3 separate regions of the Rattus norvegicus genome follow, and all the other regions are linked to region 2. The links are chromatin contacts, called in public Hi-C maps. All regions are on one chromosome and are shown on one strand. The core of a region is the stretch at or near the end of the contact, and the rest is flanking DNA. Distances in the headings are between cores, read along the strand shown. Region 1 overlaps Plppr1 (phospholipid phosphatase related 1). Region 2 holds the start of Baat (bile acid CoA:amino acid N-acyltransferase). Region 3 overlaps Plppr1 (phospholipid phosphatase related 1).

The links. A called contact is a pair of places that touch in the nucleus more often than the background predicts.
Region 1: a Hi-C map of liver shows a contact between it and region 2, with 4 times the contacts expected there. The contact joins the enhancer-like site here to the promoter of Baat in region 2. A contact is called at or near these places in 3 of 12 Hi-C or Micro-C datasets (kidney and liver).
Region 3: a Hi-C map of liver shows a contact between it and region 2, with 4 times the contacts expected there. The contact joins the enhancer-like site here to the promoter of Baat in region 2. A contact is called at or near these places in 3 of 12 Hi-C or Micro-C datasets (hepatocytes, kidney and liver).

The regions. Positions count from the first base shown.
Region 1 is chr5:68,427,642-68,430,971 of GRCr8, reverse strand. The region is part of intron 2 of Plppr1 (phospholipid phosphatase related 1); the gene reads right to left. Among named protein-coding and RNA genes, the nearest start is that of Trnaa-agc32, 50 kb to the left of the region's middle. Within about 2 kb of position 1,836, at least 1 of the 93 cell types and tissues checked has an H3K27ac peak or open chromatin away from gene starts, as enhancers often do. A contact at or near this core is called in liver, where this site is marked.
Region 2 is chr5:68,654,065-68,657,755 of GRCr8, reverse strand. Baat (bile acid CoA:amino acid N-acyltransferase) reads left to right here and starts at 1,619. Exons shown (of 4, transcript NM_017300.2): 1 at 1,619-1,765.
Region 3 is chr5:68,506,498-68,509,764 of GRCr8, reverse strand. Plppr1 (phospholipid phosphatase related 1) reads right to left here. Exons shown (of 8, transcript NM_201271.3): 6 at 784-960. Among named protein-coding and RNA genes, the nearest start is that of Trnaa-agc32, 29 kb to the right of the region's middle. Within about 2 kb of position 1,759, at least 1 of the 93 cell types and tissues checked has an H3K27ac peak or open chromatin away from gene starts, as enhancers often do. A contact at or near this core is called in liver, where this site is marked.

The DNA.
Region 1 (3,330 bases), core at 587-3,086, 230 kb after region 2:
TGTGTATGTACATGCGTGCACACACGTGTTAGCACATGCTAAAAGCCCAACTTAGGTCTTTATCAGCCTCATTTCTTTCATTTGTATTTGTTTGTTTAAGACAGGATCTCATTATATAACGAGAGAGAGAGAGAGAGAGAGAGAGAGAGAGAGAGAGAGAGAGAGAGAGAGAGAGAGTGTGTTTCCTGCATATGGCTCAACTATTTGAGAGCAGAAAGAAAACAAAACTAAAGAACTATGGCCTGATGCTTGGTCAGGAGCTAGCAGGCTACGGTTGGCTCCTGAATCACAGCCTTTTCCTTATAGAGAACCTTTTCCTGTCCCCTCCCTTCCACCATTCAGTGGTCATGGCAATCAAATGTTGAAGCTTGTGACAGTTGTGGAGTTGCTGGCTTGGGGGCCCGCCAGTGCAAATCCTTGCTCTTCTGTGGCAGCTATGTGAGTGTGGGGAAAGTCTCTCATCCTCATGAAAACTCAGTAAAACAGGGAGGATAATTCCTAATATGGGCAAAGGAAAAATGTCAAGATGTAAGCATTGATACTACCAATGACCTACTGCTGAGAAAACCTTGGGCCCCAGACACTTCCAACTCTTCTCATGGTTCCTTTTAATGTAGTAGATGTGGGATGGACCAAGAAAGGACAGAGAGCTCAGCAGTATTTACAATAAAACGAAATGGAAATTTGGAGTAGACAGTCATGTGAAAGAAAAAATATAATAAAGCTTCTTTTAAAACATGGAGGGCAACCCCATTGAAGACCAGCAGTCTCAACTAACCTGACCCCAGAGATCTCTAAGACAGTGAGCTACCAACCAGCATACATTAGCTGGCACGAGGCCCCAACACATATACAGCAGAAGACCTCCTGGTTTGGCTTCAGTGAGAGAAGATGCACCTAACCTTCAAGAGACTTGAGGTCCCAGAGAGTGGGGAGACCTGATAGTGTGTGGTGTGGGGTGGGAACATCCTCTTGGAGACTGGGTGGGGGGAGGAGAATGGGATGAGAAACTGCTGGAGGACAGACCTGGATGGAGGATAACGACTAGACTGTAAAAAAGATTAAAGATAATAATAATAATAATAATAATAATAATAATAATGCCCAAACCAAAAACCCATCCCTAAAAAGGGGTGTGGTGCTTTACTTTTTTTTTTTTTTTAATATTCAGCCTTTGTTTAGTAGCATGGACTTCAAAGAGGGCTAGACATGAAACACATGGTAGCCTCCCAAGTGTATACAGGGCCAGTATTAAAATAACCCTCGAGTCTTCGATTCTTCTAAACACTGGTTTACAGCATGAGGCTAAGATGGGCCTCCTAGGACTGAACCATGTAATTAGGTAGCTTTGCGCTCCACGACAGGAAACCACGACTGTTCCCACATAGAACAGAGTAGAGCACAAGTTCCCTGTGGTATCTGCCTCCCAAGATGAAGGCAGGAGAAAGGAGTTAAGCCCTGTGTGCCTGGTTCTTTCAAGCTTGCTTATCATATAAATTAGAGAATCTCAGAAGAGCCGCTTATAACCCTATGGCTCTCTCTCGACAGGATAGAAATAGCAAGCATGGGAAATGTGGAAGTCCATTGTCTCGACTCACTCTTGCTCTGCAGAATGAATGGGGTTTTATAGTAATGAAATTTACTAAAAGAAAACAGAATTCTGTATCAATAGTCCTTGATGTTTAAACACTGGGTCTTGATGAATACACTTCCACTTTTATTCTGGAATTGACTGAATGGGATATGATGATATAGTGGGCTTTCCCTTCTCTTCCTTAAATCTTTTAAGTAAATTGAATTTGCAGCCATGACTGGATTGGTTCCAGGAGGGGGAAGGGAGGACGTGTGTACACATCTGTAACGATCTCTGACAGTGTGATGTGGAGCAATGGTTTTTTACGACACTAGTCAAGATTACCATAATTAGGGAAAATATCTACATCTTTCTAAACAGTGTTAACTGATTCAAAAGGGACTTAATGAGAAGTTATGAGAGGAGGAACATTTTTTGCCACCGACTATTAAACATTAATTAAAGTCAGAAGGCACCCGTCAAATTGTCTCTGGACTTCAGTCACTTGGCAAGGCACAGAAAAAATTGGAAGCCATGGAATCTGCTGATGTTGCTGACTGTGCCCCTCCAAACGGGTTCTCCAAATTCACAGGCAGTTTCCATGTCTAATTTTACTTCCTGCTGAAGACCTTGATAAGATCACATTGATAAGATCACATTGCAGAGATTCAGAGCTGACTGCTTTCAAGTGCAAAGCATTTTAGACCGAGGTGTCTTATTTAAATAACCTTTTTGTGACAGGTCAATAAAGAGATCCTTCCTTACATGAGATATAAATGATCCCAATTTATGAAGCGAAACTTATGTGCAGGGAAGATGCTGGAAGAAATGCATCGGGTTATCAGGAAGAGATTCTTAAAATAATTGAATATTGGATGGCCCCTCTGCATTTTATGTGTCTTCAGTTCATGAACAGGAAATAGAAAGTAAGTTTCAATATCCAGATGTTGCTTATTCTCACAGAAGAAACAATCAGTATCATGAAGTTGTCCCTATTTAGGTTGGTGACATTCTGTTTCTGTTGCTAAAACCCTAGAGTTTGGAAAATGTAATGAAAGGGAAATTAACAAGTGCAGCTGCCGTAGAAATCTTACAGAATACCTGGGGACAGTTCCTTAGGTAACCCAGGCTGACCTTAAATCCCCCTGCACCTATTTCCCAAATGTTGGGATTACACCCATGAACTACTCTGATTCCTGAGCTTCTGTGTTTGACATGGATAACTGTATATGATCTCTGTTTTCATTTCAACACAAAGCCACTGAGGATTGATCCAATGCTGAATAAGAAACTTCTCAAATCAGATCTAGTGGTTGACCACCAGGTGAGAGAACTGGCCTGTGTGGTAGGTGAACGTCCTTGCAGATTATGACTCTGAACATGCTATAGTGTTGTACTGATTCCAAAGTGAACAGGAGAGTGAACTAGGATGTGTGTTTATTTGTTTGCTTGTTTGTTTGTTTTACTTTATTTTGTCTGTGACTTAGGACTTTGGCTCATTTATTTCCACATTTCTCCTTCCAGTTTCCATCCCCTTCCGATCTATCTGCCTCAGGCCACTCACCATCCATAAAATGTAGCTGCCACCTGTCCTGTTACTTTCCACTTTCACAAGGATCCACCATTTTATTCTTTTAGAATATATCAGCCCCCTTTCTATCCAGCACTTAGGATGAGCTCAATTGGTCCCACTCTTAAATCCCATCTCTTCAGTTTATCCATCACCAAGAACCCGTGGGAATTCTCTGGTAATTTCA
Region 2 (3,691 bases), core at 370-2,869:
TTCTAAGTCCTTGTATAGGCTTCCTGCAGAAGGTGTTCCCCAGATTAAGGGTGTGTATTCCGTCCTCAAGAGCCAGGTCAAATGTGTGTGTGTCTTCCTGCCTAAAAGGTCTGGACTGGAACTGTTCATTCACTTCAAAAGAAAACAAACAAACAAAAAACCAAAAACAACAACAACAACAACAGCAGCAACAACAAACCCCCACAACCTCTCACAAGTAAGCCCTCCATTTCTGGATTGTAGCTGATTCCAAAGCAATCAAGTTAACAAGAATAGCCACTACAAATCTACCCCCTTTCAACTTGACACACAATCATATTTCCTTATGCCATGTTTAATTTCAAAATGATAACAATAACCAGATCACAAGAACACCTAAACATAATGTAAGTATCCAATCTGCAATCATAAACACATTGTATATTTTACCAGGTCTTAATTACATCTAGCATGATATAATTGTCCCTCGTACATTCCAGATACAGTCAGGTTGACAACCAAGAATAGCCACCTCACCTCTCTTCAACCATCCCTGTATTTTTCTCTCATTTCTGTTTTTATTTTACGTATGTGGGTGTTTTACCTGCCTGTATGCTCATGTGCCACCTATGTACCTTGTGCTGCAAAGGCCAGAAAAGGGCATCAGAATACTGGAAACTGGAGTTATGGACAGTTATGAGTCATGATGCGAGTGTTAGGAGTCTTCTTCCCCTGGTAGAACAGCCAGTGTTCCTGACTACAGAGCTGACTCTTCAGTCCCATAATGCAGTCTGAAATATGGTTATGTTGAAATTCCCCATCTTGGTATTCACTTTCTACTCATTTGATTTATCATTTGCTCCCTTATTCCCCTACTCCTGCTGTGGCATATTTTATTCCCAAAAGATTGCAAATGGCAGTAAAATTGAAACAGAAGTGCATGCGTATATCCCATACCATCCTCCCTTACCCATATTGCTATTTAACTCACTGTCAAAAGACGTCTGTGCTCCCCCCTCCCATTTGAATCTAACAGGGGCTTATGCCTTCTTGACAAACATAAAATGGCTGCGGTTATAGCTTTCAGCTGTCTATCTCTTCACGTTCCAGCGATGACGTGCAAAACCCAAACAGGCTCATCCAGAAAGACCACAAGGAGGCCCCATACCCTGGAAGTTGTGTCCCCAGCTCTGAGCCAGTATTGAGAACAGAACGTGTGCAAGAGTGAATCCCAGATGATTTTATTCCCTTGCCTTCGAGACTTCCATTTGAAATAACACACGCTGTGTCACAGAGACAGTCTCTTTTTGTTGTTGTTTTGCTCTTTTGTTTTCCTGACACAGGGTCTCCCTATGTAGCCCAGGCTGGTTTTTAACTTCCGTCCTGCCTCAGTCTCCCTAGTGCTGGGTACACAGGAGCTCTGGGCCACACTCCAGCAAAGGACAGGGTTTCAGAGAAGAGTTGCTGTGAAAGGCTGTTTGTTAGGGCTTTTCCACACTGGCAGCTCTGATGCTTTTATTTTTAGATATCTTTATTTCAGGCATTTATCCAAAGTCCAAATTCCAAGATCTTAATCACCTCTCTTGGTTCAGCCTACTTATGCTTGGTTGAGGAGGGAAATACTAAGACTTTTTCCCCAGCCTTAACTGGATAGTCTGAAGTTTTCAAAACTCTTATCCACAAAGTTGTCAGAACCTTGATTGGGAAGTCCTGTGCATCTGTGCTAACCTACAGGGCCTCCTTATCCAGAGCACTCTGCATTTCAGAGGGTTGCTGTCGAACTACGGTAAGTGATTATTAGCTAGCTGGACTCTTTTCTTTGCAGCTTGCTCCTTTAATGAATTGCTCTGACGCCTAGTAGCTTTCATATCTTTTATCTCTTAGCTCGATGTACTCTTGATAAGTACTTGAAGTTATCGCTATCTACCTGCAGAAAATCTTACTTGAAAAACAGGGATATAAGAATCCTGTATTTACAACATTTCCACCTAATTGTCATATTTCGTAGATAAACCTCATACTACAGTTACTTTTATTTTGAACGGGCTATAGACTTTTAACTATTTTTAAGTTCATATCATGTATCTATATAAGTGATGAAATTTTGAAAAGGGCTTTCATATTTACCCAGATAATAAATGTGCTCTTGCCTTTCATCATTTCTTGAAGTATTGTTTACTGAAAATGTATTTTCTCCTCTTCCCCATTGAAATTTCTTTCTTTTGTCTCCATTTTTGATGTGGATATTTCTTGGGTAAGGAATTTTAAACATTTCACTTTATTTATTTATTTTTCTCTTTTGAGCACCATGAGTGAGGGATTTTTGCCTCCTGATTTGTGCATTGTCTTTATGATAAAGCCAAGTGTTATTTTATGTTTGTCGGTTTCCTCTGTAACGTGTCCATTTTTCTCTGGCTACATTAAAATTTGTTGTGTGTTAGCAGTTTGATTATAATGAGAGCTGGAATTTCAGCTGGGTTTGTCCCCATATTTGTTATACTTCTGTGACTGTAACCTGGTGCTTTTTGGTGAATTGAGGGGAAATTCAGCCCTAGTTTTTATAAGTATTTCCCCTGTGCCTATCTCTAACGCATCTTTCCAAGGTGCCAATTATTAGAGAATTTACTCAGTATATTAAACCATAACTGTTTGAACATTTTCCCATGCCTCACGTCCTCTAATCTTTCATCTTGGTTTTTCTCTTCCTGGTTTACTCTGAGCTGTCCTTATGACTGGTACCTTTATATTTGCTGTCTGGTAATTCCAACATCTGGGATGCTTTTCTTTCTAATATAGTGATTCTTTTCTCTTGGATTCACGAATTTTAAATAAATTTTATGCATCATAATAAAAAAATGGATCCTGGATGTGTTGTATAAAAGCAATATCTGAAAGGGGGAGGGCAGTGATATTGCTTGTGGCCCAGTCTGACAAGCTGAGTTCTATCTCTGGGGGCTATGTGATTGAAGGGGAAAGCCAACTCCCATCGGCTGTCACAGAAACTCTCTCTCTCTCTCTCTCTCTCTCTCTCTCTCTCTCTCACACACACACACACACACGCACGCACATGCACATACAAATGCACATAGACTTGCATATACACACATACATACATACACTCACCCCACCCCCACAATAAATTTAGTAAAAAGAGCTTTGACCATGTTTTGTTGGGACTTGGGGCTAATCAGTGTGACCTGAGTCAAGTGTGAGTTGGGTCTCGGACTGTGACAGACTTATTAAGTTCAGTGCATCGCTGATGTCACTAATTTTTTAGTGGCAGGATTAAGTCCCCTTTCTCATCAAAAGCCTGGATTCCCTGCATTTGTGAACCCCTCGGGAGGATCTTTGGCTTTGACAGGAATTTGTTAGACTTTAAAACTGAGGATTTCTGGTGAGAGTTCTGGAACAAGGATCACTAGGAAATTTGCTTGGCTCCGTGATAATTCTGGTTTTCTCAGCTTAGGGACCTCTCTCTGCTCCTCCATTCATCCTCTGGAGGATGCTCTAACTAAAGGCTTGAAAGCCTCCGGTGGTTTCATCTCAGATTGTGCCCTGTGTTTTGGTCTTCTGGTGATGTCCTGCAGACGTGGACAGATGGAGACAGGTTCTTAGTTTCTCAGAGTTCCGTCAAACCAGCCAGCACCTGTCAAAAGAATACCTCCTTTTCCGTTATGTTTCTCATAGCTGTTTGTCACACGCTGGAGTTCAA
Region 3 (3,267 bases), core at 510-3,009, 150 kb after region 2:
ATTGGACAGTGTGTATCTCCATATCCCCACCATTCTTCAATGGAACAGGAAAAAAAGAATGAAGATTCTTTTTTTTTTCCAGTTCAAGTCAGATTTGGGGATTTCCCACAGGAGCACATAGATGAGTCTCCATCTATTTGAAGAACTAAAACATCATCAGAACTGTGAAGATCTGGACGCAGCTGTACCTGCCAAAAGACTTCAGGGACGACAACTGTAGAAGACACTTAGCTGAAGTCAGATGCCAAGAGGAATGTTCAGACAAAGAGGCCTCTGAAAGGTGAGTGATTAGCTGTGGGGTTTCCCTATGTCTGAGAAGGTAGATACATGTACGCTAAGACAATTCCTGCGTTGCAGACCCCTTCTTTTGCAGGAGGGAGTCTGATCCACTAGTGACGTCAGTCCTCTGTGCTTTACCTAGAAACCCGCATTATTCCTGACCCCCACACACTGAGTGCAAATACTCAAACACTCACATAAAGGCATACCATGCTATCAATCTTCATGACCAAGCTGAGAGCTCGAGCACAGAGCATCGCCATCTTTCTTGAAGACAGCATTCTCCTTGACTCTTTCAAGAAACTTGGTGAGTCATATTTCTCAAAGAAAGGAACTCTGATTTTCTTCTTGTAGAAAAGCATACATATTCTTTGGAGAATTGCTGTTTAGAGGGTAGGGACATGGGTAACAATGACTCAGACTGGACTCTGGGAAAGTCAGTGAGCCGTGACTTTACACAGAGGACATAAAATGGAAGAAGTGGAAGGAGGAAGGCTGACCTACCAAAAACAGGGCTACTGCGGTGCCCAGGATGAAGCCGGCAATCACGTCTGAACAGTGGTTCCGGTACTCTGAGACCCGATTGAGGCCTGTCAGGAAGGCTGTACAGAGGGTCCCCAAGCACAGCACTGGCTTGGCCAGCCGACTGCTCTTTGTCTTGATTGTGCTTGTGATGTACATCTGCAGGGGGAGAGAGACTGGTGAGTCCCAGGTTGTCCTTGTACTGGAGCATCCACAGGAGTGTACACATATCCCAGGTCGGAAGCAGGGACTTTGAGGAAGGGACCCTTAGAAATTACATCTCATTGGACAACTTCATTAAGCTAGTAAGTTAGTCTGGAAACAGGGTAGCGATGACAATGAACCTGAGTTTGTTAGTGACTTTTGCATCGTCATGAGTTTCCCAACAAAAATTATACTGTCAGAAGGAATAATTGAAGAGCAATAGCTGGATGCAGAACACATAGTTTTTATGTTAAGAACCAGAGAATTATGTAGTGGTGATATTACAAAATTCATATAAAATTCTTAGATAACAGGTAAACCTTCTATTTGAATGCGTTTGTGGCAGAAGATATCAAGTAGGGGAGACATTTCACATTTGATTTTTTTTCTGTGCCCTATACTACTGTCTGCACACTTTGGGGCCAGCATATAAAATTGTTCACTGACTACTTAGTGGACCTAATCTGAATGGTCCAGTCACAACTATGGGTCACTATTACGCTGGAAGTTGATTTTCATATCGGGGACAAATGTGTTCTGCTACATTTGTTTGCTATTTCTTTGTCTACTTCAAAGTGCTTTAAACACTAAAATTCTTGTGTACCACAATACCTAAAAGGGTGAAGGATCCGAACAAAATGAAAGCTGCTGCACTCTCTGACACTGGGAACGTGGACTGTTGTTATCAAATGTATCCGTAATGCCCACACGTAAGAAAACATGCTTCTGGCAAACTACAACACTTTGGTAAAACAGCACTAGAGGGCACTGGTGACCCACCATTTCCCTTTTTCTTTTCAGATGGACTTCATAGCCCAGTCTGGCCTCAAACTTGCTTCAATCCTGTCTCAACCTCCTATGTGGGTTCTAGGACTACAGACTTATCTCATTATTTCTGATCAAATGTGGTGAGTTCAGTAACCCTAATCCCCCTCCTCCCGCAAGGCTGAGAGTTAAGATTATAACCTATAGAATATTTGATGTCCCAAGTATGAATACATTCATGTAGATGAATCTGGCAATATTACATTGGGAAATTGATTTCTAGGAAGATTCTTCAACTCTAGCATGAATCCTAGTGGGATACAGATGCTTCTTGAGCCTGTATAACAGGTGGTGCAAAAAACTCTGGTAGATCAAAGTTACATAGATTGTAAAATATTGTGATCTTCTGACTGTGGGAATTGTTGCTTAAAGTGTTAAATGCAATACATATGTCCAATTTGATGTTTTGTGCTTCTCTATTGTTTTCTAGGTATGTTTGAGTCATTCCTGTAAAATATCAACCATGAAGAACATAGACCATTAGTTGATATTCTTCACAATATTACATGGTACCTAGAAAGCAACTGCTGAACGTTTTCATTAGAATTTTCTCTATATTTGGCACATAATAATTGCAGATATTTAGGAGAGCTGTGTAGTGTTTCAGCACCTCTATGCATCTTGCAATGAAGCCCTGGCAATTAGCATATCCATCAGTCTTGAGTAATCCTGAAAGCATAATTTAGCACATAACAGAAAACGTTTATTCAGTCAGAATGTTGTATCTGGGTTTATCTAATTGAGTGCGAGGCCTGCTTTAAACAGGATGATGTCCGAATCCTTGGATGAAGCCAGCATGGCGAATTCTTTCTGCTGCTGCCGATATTCAGGTTTCATCTGATGATGACACACTGGTTTAAGTTACCCGTTTATTTTTCTAATGGCATTATCAAAATCAATTTCACACAGTAGTTACTTGAATCTGATAAAAATGCAAAACAGGAGAGAAGCAAAAGCACATGGCTTTATACAAATTATCACTCCAGAAAATTTAGGAACCAATCAATATTCTGAAAACCAGGAAACACACTAAACGCCGAGATGGGGCTGAGGAGGAAGTTGAGGTACCCCAGAATATCTGGGTAGTCTGAAGGAGCCTTAACTCTGTCTTCCTTAGGGGTCTGACCAATGGCCACTTGCACCCACGAAAGGTACATGACAAACGCACCAGTGAATGACCTTGTGGTGTTGGCTTATATGTGTTCTAGCTCAGAGTTGTGCTCTTGAGTTCTAGGTTCAAAAGAAGCATAGATCAGAGAAAGATGAAATAAGCCATTTCCAACATGCATGTGAATTAAAATGTAGGAAAACAAGAAGGTACCATTGCTCTTCCTCGGATGAGAGCAAAACAAACAGACAATGCATTATGACCTAGCAGAGCAATGGGAGACTGTGTGATTTAGGGAGAAGTGAAGTTTGGGGTCTTAGACTCTTCTG